Linked DNA regions of Hordeum vulgare: region 2 is linked to region 1. Evidence: chromatin contacts called from public Hi-C data. All regions are on one chromosome and are shown on one strand. The core of a region is the stretch at or near the end of the contact, and the rest is flanking DNA. Distances in the headings are between cores, read along the strand shown. Region 1 holds the start of LOC123448896 (6-phosphofructo-2-kinase/fructose-2,6-bisphosphatase-like). Region 2 holds the start of LOC123448899 (pyruvate decarboxylase 2).

Region 1 (4,374 bases), core at 667-3,166:
CATCTCTGTCTCAACCCAAACCTTACACTCAAGTGCATCTTTCTCAGTGAGTTTAAAGACTGCATCCGTCATTTCCACTTGATTGTTCCCGTAACCTAGCGGTCGGTTCGGTCCCTCCTCAACTATGCACTCTGAGCTATCGGCTTTTGGCTTCAATAGTAACTTGAAATCCATTGCTTCTAACAAACATAACAAATAAAGGGCATAAAAGCTAGTCAGAATGCAAAAGGGAACAAAATCTAACTCCCTGCATCTGTAGTAAGTAAACAACTCAGTTAGCCGGAGCAAATGTTCAGCTCAAGAATCACTTTATTTTATTTCGAAGACCCAACTCCATGTACTACATTGTTATACTCAGGAATGACAAATCACTAGTGGCTAGTTCATGAAAAATGTGTACACATTAAACGGACAGGAGGCAACCCCAATAAATAAAAACCAGAGCATCCCGGTAGCATGGCGCAGCAACATAGCTCATCATAGCCCAAGCTTCCGAGGAAGGGATCTCAAACCCACGGGGAGCCGTGGAACAGCATGGTAAAATCAGCCGACTCACCGTGGCGAGAAGGGAGGACGCAGCTGAGCTCCCAAATGGCGGCCGCGGCCCGCTCCATCGGCAGCTGCGAACACAACCAGGAAAAAAATCACATCACTCCCCGCACGGGGAACATACTCGCGAACAAGAGGGGATGGATGCGACGCTTACGGCCTTGGAAGGGTCCCACGAGCCGGCGGCGGGGTGGGAGCCGAAGAGGTGAGGGGCGAGGCCGAGCGCCGCCAGGCGGGGGCTCTCCAACTTGACCGAGACATACTGATGGTCGGATGCTCCGCCGGAGCTCGCCGCCGTCGCCATCGCCGGGGAGGCCAGAAGGAAGGGGGGCTTGGAAGGTGCCGGAAGGAAGGAAAGCGGGCGCGTCTGTGTCGTCTTTTCGTGCGACTGTCAAGTGGGGCCACGAGGTGGGTGCGAATGCGATGGTGGTAGATCCCTTCGTAATCCGCAACAGCGGGTGGGGCCGGAAACGTACCTGGCCCACCAGCCAGCCCAAGAATGTCCGATGGCAACCGCGCTACCGCCGGCCGGCGACGGTGACGGCGGGCGAAGCGTCTCAGCGCGGAGAAAGGGGGCGAGCAGCTTAGAGAGAGAGAGAGAGAGAGAGAGAGAGACGCGGGGAGTAGGCGTCGCGGCGCGAGACGCCGTCATATGGACCGACCCGCCGCCGCCGGTTTTTTCCGTCTCACCAGGTATCTGGGGGTGGCTGATTCCTTCCTTTTCCGTCTGTCTGTGTGATGCTCTTGCAGATTTTGCAGCAGCCTGCCAGAGCCATGGCCTTCGTGCTTGGTTTGCTCGCGCATCTCTGTTGGGTAGTTTCTTTACTCGCAAATTCGTTCCAGCATTGGTGGATTGTGCTGCATACTGGGCTTATGGTGCTTGTTAGGTGGTTTTTTCTTCTGAGGGTTATAGATGGTACTGTTATTGCTTACGGACTATAGCTGCGGAAGAAGTAAAGGACGCTGTTGATTCAGCACATAGTTGAACGCATTTTGAGCGAAACAATGCGGCAGTCAACAGCAGAATCTGAAATGGTAGGTGCCGTAGGGGTAGGGCTAAGTTGATTGGCGCCCGTGCTTTTGTCTTCACAGCAACCTTGTAGAATGTAGATTTTCTCTGGTTTGTGGATATTTGGCACCGGGAACACTTGCACATTTTGCCAAACCACATGATCGTGCTGCCTTTGATCCAAACACGATTTGAGACACGATAGTACTTCTTGAAATATTCTGTACCTTATTGTTAGACCATCCGCATCACATTATGCTTAATGGGAAACCAAAGGAGAGATGCGCTTTGGCAACTATTGCTTGATGGGAAGCATTTACAGCCAATTTTCTCTTGAGCAAACCTCAAACAAATTCTAACCAAAAAAAAAACCTTATTCAGTGTGCCCTAACTGTTGTCAATCTTAATCTTTAGGAATGAAGGGCACATACTGTATAATAGGGCTATCCAGCATTGGTGGATTGTGGAAAATATCGGGCTTATGATGCTTAGGTGGTATTTTTATTGCTCACAGACAATTATAGCTCCTGAAGAAGTAGAGGATGTTGTTGATTCAACATACACTTGAATACACTCTAACAGCGGAATCTGAAAAGGTCGGCGTCCTAGGGAAAAATTGATTTGTCTGCTTTTTTTATGGGAAAACTGGATGTATCTGATATTCTTATCAGTTGCTGCATAAATGCTGTTCAGGTTTGAATACTTGGAGCAGTCATCTAGTTTTTTAGCATTTACAGCCAATTTGCCCTTTATCAAACCTCAGACAAATTCTAACAAGAAAAGTCGTAATCTGTGTGCCCTAACAATTGTCAATCTTACTCTTTAGGAATGAAGGGCACATACTGTCGTCCTGTCTGTATCCGTAAATTCTGCCATTTCCACATTCTTACTTGATACTTCATGGTACAACCACCTAACAATCAAAGTGGTGGCTCTTGTTTTCTTTTATTTACCACCCTCTAATGACATTTTAGAATGTTCCCAGAAGGTGTACTTAAATTAAGAGTTGTGTGTGGATGTACTTGGAATTCTCAGGCTTCAAATTGCATCCAAGAGGTCCGCATCTTAGATGCAAAATAGTTAAGTTAAGAAAATTGTTCACGGGATTATCCTGGGGACTAGTGGAGTCGACCTGGAGCCAACCTCGGCAGAACTTAATCATGTCCGTTGTATCCCAGTGATGCTTATTTGAACCCAGGTATACTCCATCAGATCACTCTGGCTTGCTTGCATACATCTTGAGTTCATGGAACACTTTCCGGCAACCCTCATCAAAGCCACCTGCAAGCTGCAAATTTGGTTTGTTGCGGTTACCTTGGTTAGTTAGTTTGTAGGTAGCAACTCATAATGTCATTCGAAAGCAATTCATGATTGCAGTAGAATTACCTGATGTATTCGGAAGGCAAAGCGGACACCTTGCAAGAGCAGTTCCTCATCATTTACAAATGGATCTGACTTCAGTGCATTCATAATGCGGTTCATGTATTCTTTTGCCAGCTTCAATGAAGCGGCCTTTAGCTGTTAAGGTAGCAAGAGGATACTTCATATATGATATGTCTATTAGACATGAATTTATACTTTTATAGCGAAAAGGGTAGTGGGATAATTCCTATGTGTACCACATAACTCGTAAGTTGGTTTGTTCCAGTTGAAGACGAATTTGTAAAATGCACTTAGCTATGTCTTCTCTATTATATCAAACTGAGGACAAAGATGGATATTAGAAGTTTGGGAGCACATAGTACATACTTGGCTTATGATTCCAGAGTCAAGCATCCAATCCCATGGGATCAGGAGATCTTTGTATCTTCCACTTGCACTGTCCCTTATTTTTTCAGTATTGTGAATACCTTGTTCAATTCTACAAGGGGAAGCATGAATCATGTTATATTGTTCAAAGTTTGACAATGCAACAGCCTTACTAAATGCATTCATTTCATCTACTCACTTATCCTGTAGAGCTTGCATGCGCTTCAAAGCCATAGGTGTAGCCACTCTCCTGTCGTCGTGAAATGATGATGCTTCTGCTTCCAGGTTCTTCAGATCCCGGTAGGTGAATGCTGCTTCTCTCATGGCATCTGCTTTCTTCTCAGGCCAGTTAGGGAAGTGCTTGAGCACTGCCCGTTCATCTATAAGGTATGATAGTTCCCCATCTAGCCACTTCACAAACTCTTCAACATCGGCTATTTCCTTGTATGCTGCATTTTGAACTTCCCTTGCCAGGAAGCTAATGAATTCACCCTGATTTTCTACATCTGATTTAATCTGTTGGAACAATAATCGCAAGGGAATATTTTTTTGGTTTGGTTAGGAAATTATTGATCTGTACAGAATAATAGGGAGAAAACATGACTCAGATGTACATTAAAAGATTATTCGTACTATAAAAAAATAAAGAGTTATATAACATTATCAACTGCAGGAGGAGGGAAACAGAAATATCAGAAGAACATGTCGCATGCTCTTAAACTAACACTTGGCGCTGCTTTTTTATCCATAAAGAAAATGATTTCATATACTGTAGTGTGTTCATAAGGTAATAAAGATGACTGAATAGATTACGCGATAAAAAAAGTTATACTCTTGTTGCGTAAGTTGGTTCGAAAAGAAAAGAAAAAGTTATACTCTTTAGGAATGAAGGGCACATACTGTTAGGAAATTATATTGTCTTTAATACAACAAATAACTGGTAACTGTCATGTGGGAGGAAGTATTCTGCAATTGTCATACTCTTGTTGCGTAAGTTGGTTCGAAAAGAAAAGAAAATTGAAACAAATAAAGGAATTGGCAGCTAAGTAAACAATATATCATATGCA
Region 2 (4,374 bases), core at 717-3,216, 350 kb after region 1:
TAATATTATTTTTATTTTTGAATGGGTTCTAATAAAACTATTTTGGACGTGCAACAATTGACAGTTCAATTTTCGATTGGGTTGTATTTTCTCGAACGGACAAGATGCGACCGAAATACGACCGTGCGTTGGACGTACGAGTGACACATTCACGAATCTGGCCGAAAAGGATCCATTGCCATTCCAAATGGACGAAAAGTGGATGAAACAGACGTTTGTTTGAGGTCGTGCATTAGGCCAACTCGAGCGCATGACCCCATCCGGGCCCGCCCTGTCCGTTTGGGGCAAAACGGACAAACCCCACGGCCCAGCACGCGCCGCCCTGGACGCATCTCGTCTGTTTCGTGTCCAGACTGATCCATTTCCGGGGCAAACATGCGCCCAGTTTGGGTCCTGCCGGACAACAAGCGGACGCGCTAGAGCCCTCCTCTCGTCCGCGTCAGGGACGCGTGGCAGGTGGCCACCTACCTCCCATCGCCCGTATTTACTGCGCACGCCCGGTAGGCCCCACCTGTCATCCACTCAGGCGGGCGGTCGCTATCCTTCTAAAATGGGGAAGCCATTGACCGACACAGCGCACGCGCCCACTCCACTGCCTCCTCGGGATCGACATAGTGCACGCGCCCGCTCCAAACCCTAGCTTTCTCCCCTCCCTCGAGCTCTCCGACCGCCGACGGGAATGGGGTGGTGGAGCACCGGCGGCAAGGGGAAGGGGGCGCACGAACACGAGGCTGGGTCCTCGTCCGGCCGCCGCCGCACCGCAAGCGAACCGCGCCGTTCTTCTCCTCCGCGACGGCCTGCTCCGGCACCCTTCTCCATTGCCCCTCCGGGCGCCCCAGCGCGCTCCCGGCAGTACGTCCATGCGGATTTGTGCCGCCGATATTGGGAAACAAGGACCCCGCTTCCGTGGAGCGACGTCCACTTGACGAACAACTGGCACCTCTCCGCCGATCGGGTGCCGATCCCGCCGGTGCCAACGAGCGGTCGTGCCCGCCGCGACGAGATCCAACGCCGTCGATGCCGCCTCCCCGACGATCTCTACTACGACCCGAGGTACGTCGTGGATTCCCCCGTGTCGGACACGGCGACAGACACGACAGCAGCGCGGGGCGGCGCATTTTTATCTGTTTTCTAAATTATGTTAATTAAGGACCGTGGGCCGCGGAACCGTTGAATTATTAATGTATAATTATTAATGTTTGAATTTTATTTATATTTTTCTGACTTTTTTGTTTTTTCTTTTTTTTAATCACAAACGATTCGGGGTGTGACCTCGCGTTGGGCGCACCACCCGACTACGGACCCATCTGAACATTTATAACTCCATTGTCGCTCCAAACAAACCGAATTCGAACCAAACATGCCTTAGTTCGCCCGACTGGTCGTACGACGACCGGACTCACCTCTTGGCATTCAAGCATGACAGTGCGGTGCGGTTGACTGTCGTCCATGCACGAGTTGGTCTCGCCTCAGCGGCCGCGTTGCACTTGCACAGCAGGCAGAGGCAGGTCGGCAGGTTCCGGACGGACCGTAGCCGCTGAATGGAGTCCGACACGTGTGTGCTGCCCACCTTGCCCAGCAAACAAGACCCAAAACCGCGACTTGCGCCACAAACCAAAACCGCTGTCGCACGCCCAGCCCCAGCCCCAGCCCCCGCCCCAGCCCCCAGGGAAGGAAGGCAAGATCGCCACCGAAAACGAAGGAGCATTCATTGTCCCACGGCCAACATTCTAGCCTTGTCTCACTGACACGTGAACCTACATAATGCTCCGGCCCCACCGGTCAGTGGCCGAGAGCTGATCACGCACCGGGCCAGTTCCCACCGCCGCCCGTGGTTTTCCTTTTCCTTTCCCCGAAGAAAGCAGGCGAGTTTTGCACGACCACCCCCGTCTTCCCACGAAAACCCCAATCCCCATCGCGTCCGCAAGCCCAGGTATAAATGGAGGACGCCTTCCCCTCCCAGAAGACCACCAAAACCAGCACACGTCAACGGAACAGCTCAACAAAATCCCCACCAAGACCTCGAATATTCCCCAAAACCCCACCACCGCCCCCTCTGCCGCTCCCGCTCCCGCTCCAGCCCCACTAGTGTACTACTCGGATCGATCGATCGCGATGGACACCCACATCGGGTCCGTCGACGGGCCGTCGCCGGCGGCGGTGAACGGCGCGGTGGGATGCCCGGCGTCCGCGCCGGGGTGCCCGATCATGTCCTCCCACCCGGCGCCGTCAGCAGCCGGGGAGGCCTCGCTGGGGCGCCATCTGGCGCGCCGGCTCGTGCAGGTCGGCGTCAGCGACGTCTTCGCCGTGCCCGGGGACTTCAACCTCACGCTGCTCGACCACCTCGTCGCCGAGCCCGGGCTGCGCCTCGTCGGCTGCTGCAACGAGCTCAACGCCGGCTACGCGGCCGACGGCTACGCGCGGGCCCGCGGCGTCGGCGCATGCGCGGTCACCTTCACCGTCGGCGGCCTCAGCGTCCTCAACGCCATCGCCGGCGCCTACAGCGAGAACCTCCCCGTCATCTGCATCGCCGGCGGGCCCAACTCCAACGACTACGGCACCAACCGCATCCTCCACCACACCATCGGCGTCCCCGACTTCTCGCAGGAGCTACGCTGCTTCCAGACCGTCACCTGCCACCAGGTACGCGCCTACGCGCGTTTCCTTTCCTCATCATGCATTGCCTCTTCCCCATTCGATTCATCTCTCTAATCTCTTGACTCGATCTGGTTGGTTCTCGATTCAGGCGGTGGTGACCAACCTGGACGACGCGCACGAGCAGATCGACACGGCCATCGCGACGGCGCTCAGGGAGAGCAAGCCGGTTTACCTCAGCATCAGCTGCAACCTCCCTGGGCTACCTCACCCCACCTTTACCCGTGACCCGGTCCCCTTCTTCCTCGCCCCCAGGTACTGATAACTGCACCTACTCTGTTCTTATCCCAAGTCGTCGTTTCCGTGCAGTACGTAGTGCTTTGAATCTGATCAGAGGCTTTTTTCCCGATTATTGTGCCAACAGTTTATACCTTGGATCATGGAACGTTTCCCCCCAATTATCTACCGTGGGTCTTAACTCGTGATTTGCATGTACTAACTGCTGGGACCTTAAGATTTTATCGCCACAGAAATGTGCCCATATGAATCATTAGCATCGAGAATTTCAGATCGTGAATTCTGATGCTATAATCTGAAGCGACAGATGCACTGAACAGAGAATTGCTGTAATATATGATTGTATCTGAAGCCATGTGATGAACTGAACTGAACTGTGTTCTGAAACATTGCAGGATGAGCAACAAGATGGGGCTCGAGGCTGCAGTGGAGGCAACCGTCGAGTTCCTGAACAAGGCGGTGAAGCCAGTGCTTGTGGCCGGCCCCAAATTGCGGGTGGCGAAGGCGGGGAAGGCCTTCGTCGACCTTGTGGACGCCAGTGGCTATGCCTATGCCACAATGCCATCGGCCAAGGGCTTCGTGCCAGAGACGCACCCCCACTACATCGGCACCTACTGGGGCGCCGTCAGCACGGCCTTCTGCGCCGAGATCGTCGAGTCGGCCGACGCCTACCTCTTCGCTGGTCCTATCTTCAACGACTACAGCTCTGTTGGCTACTCGTTCCTGCTCAAGAAGGACAAGGCCATCATCGTGCAGCCTGAGCGCGTCATCATTGGGAACGGCCCGGCATTCGGCTGCGTCATGATGAAGGAGTACTTGTCTGCACTGGCCAAGCGGGTCCAGAAGAACACCACCGCCTACGAGAACTACAAGAGGATCTTCGTGCCCGAGGGCCATCCGCTCAAGGGCGAGGCGAACGAGCCGCTGCGTGTCAATGTGCTCTTCAAGCACATCCAGGACATGCTTACGGGTGACAATGCAGTGCTCGCCGAGACTGGTGACTCCTGGTTCAACTGTCAGAAGCTGAAGCTGCCCGAGGGCTGCGGGTGAGCTTTTCTGATTCCACAATGTTGTGATGGTGCATGTATGTTCCCTTTGTTGTTTGCATTGTCTCGTGCTAAGCAGGGTTGGTTGGTTGTTTGCGCACTGCAGGTATGAATTCCAGATGCAGTATGGCTCGATTGGATGGTCGGTGGGTGCATTGCTCGGGTACGCGCAAGGCGCAAGTGACAAGCGTGTTATAGCCTGCATTGGTGATGGGAGCTTCCAGGTGAAGTATCCCTCGATCTGATGATCTGCTGCTGCCGTGTGCTGCAATTTGTTTGCACTGCGTGCTGTTTCTAATGTGATGCCCGGGGAATTCCATCTGTCTGCAGGTGACAGCACAGGATGTGTCGACCATGCTGCGGTGCGAGCAGAACAGCATAATCTTCCTGATCAACAATGGCGGGTACACCATCGAGGTGGAGATCCACGACGGGC

Evidence for each region. Hi-C and Micro-C count contacts between places; a contact is called where the count stands out from the background.
Region 2: a Hi-C map of seedling shows a contact between it and region 1, with 4 times the contacts expected there. The contact joins the promoter of LOC123448899 here to the promoter of LOC123448896 in region 1. A contact is called at or near these places in 5 of 6 Hi-C or Micro-C datasets (leaf and seedling) and 1 of 1 datasets of contacts at active chromatin or transcription factors (embryo).

What each region holds. Positions count from the first base shown.
Region 1 is chr4H:449,245,797-449,250,170 of MorexV3_pseudomolecules_assembly, forward strand. It overlaps LOC123448896 (6-phosphofructo-2-kinase/fructose-2,6-bisphosphatase-like), which reads right to left and starts at 1,917. Exons shown (of 23, transcript XM_045125931.1): 1 at 707-1,917; 2 at 557-620; 3 at 1-179. The coding sequence starts at 853. It overlaps LOC123448897 (protein CHUP1, chloroplastic), which reads right to left. Exons shown (of 5, transcript XM_045125933.1): 2 at 3,507-3,823; 3 at 3,308-3,419; 4 at 2,945-3,076; 5 at 2,350-2,846. The coding sequence ends at 2,772.
Region 2 is chr4H:449,594,207-449,598,580 of MorexV3_pseudomolecules_assembly, forward strand. It overlaps LOC123448899 (pyruvate decarboxylase 2), which reads left to right and starts at 1,967. Exons shown (of 6, transcript XM_045125934.1): 1 at 1,967-2,643; 2 at 2,747-2,910; 3 at 3,288-3,938; 4 at 4,045-4,162; 5 at 4,269-4,374. The coding sequence starts at 2,116.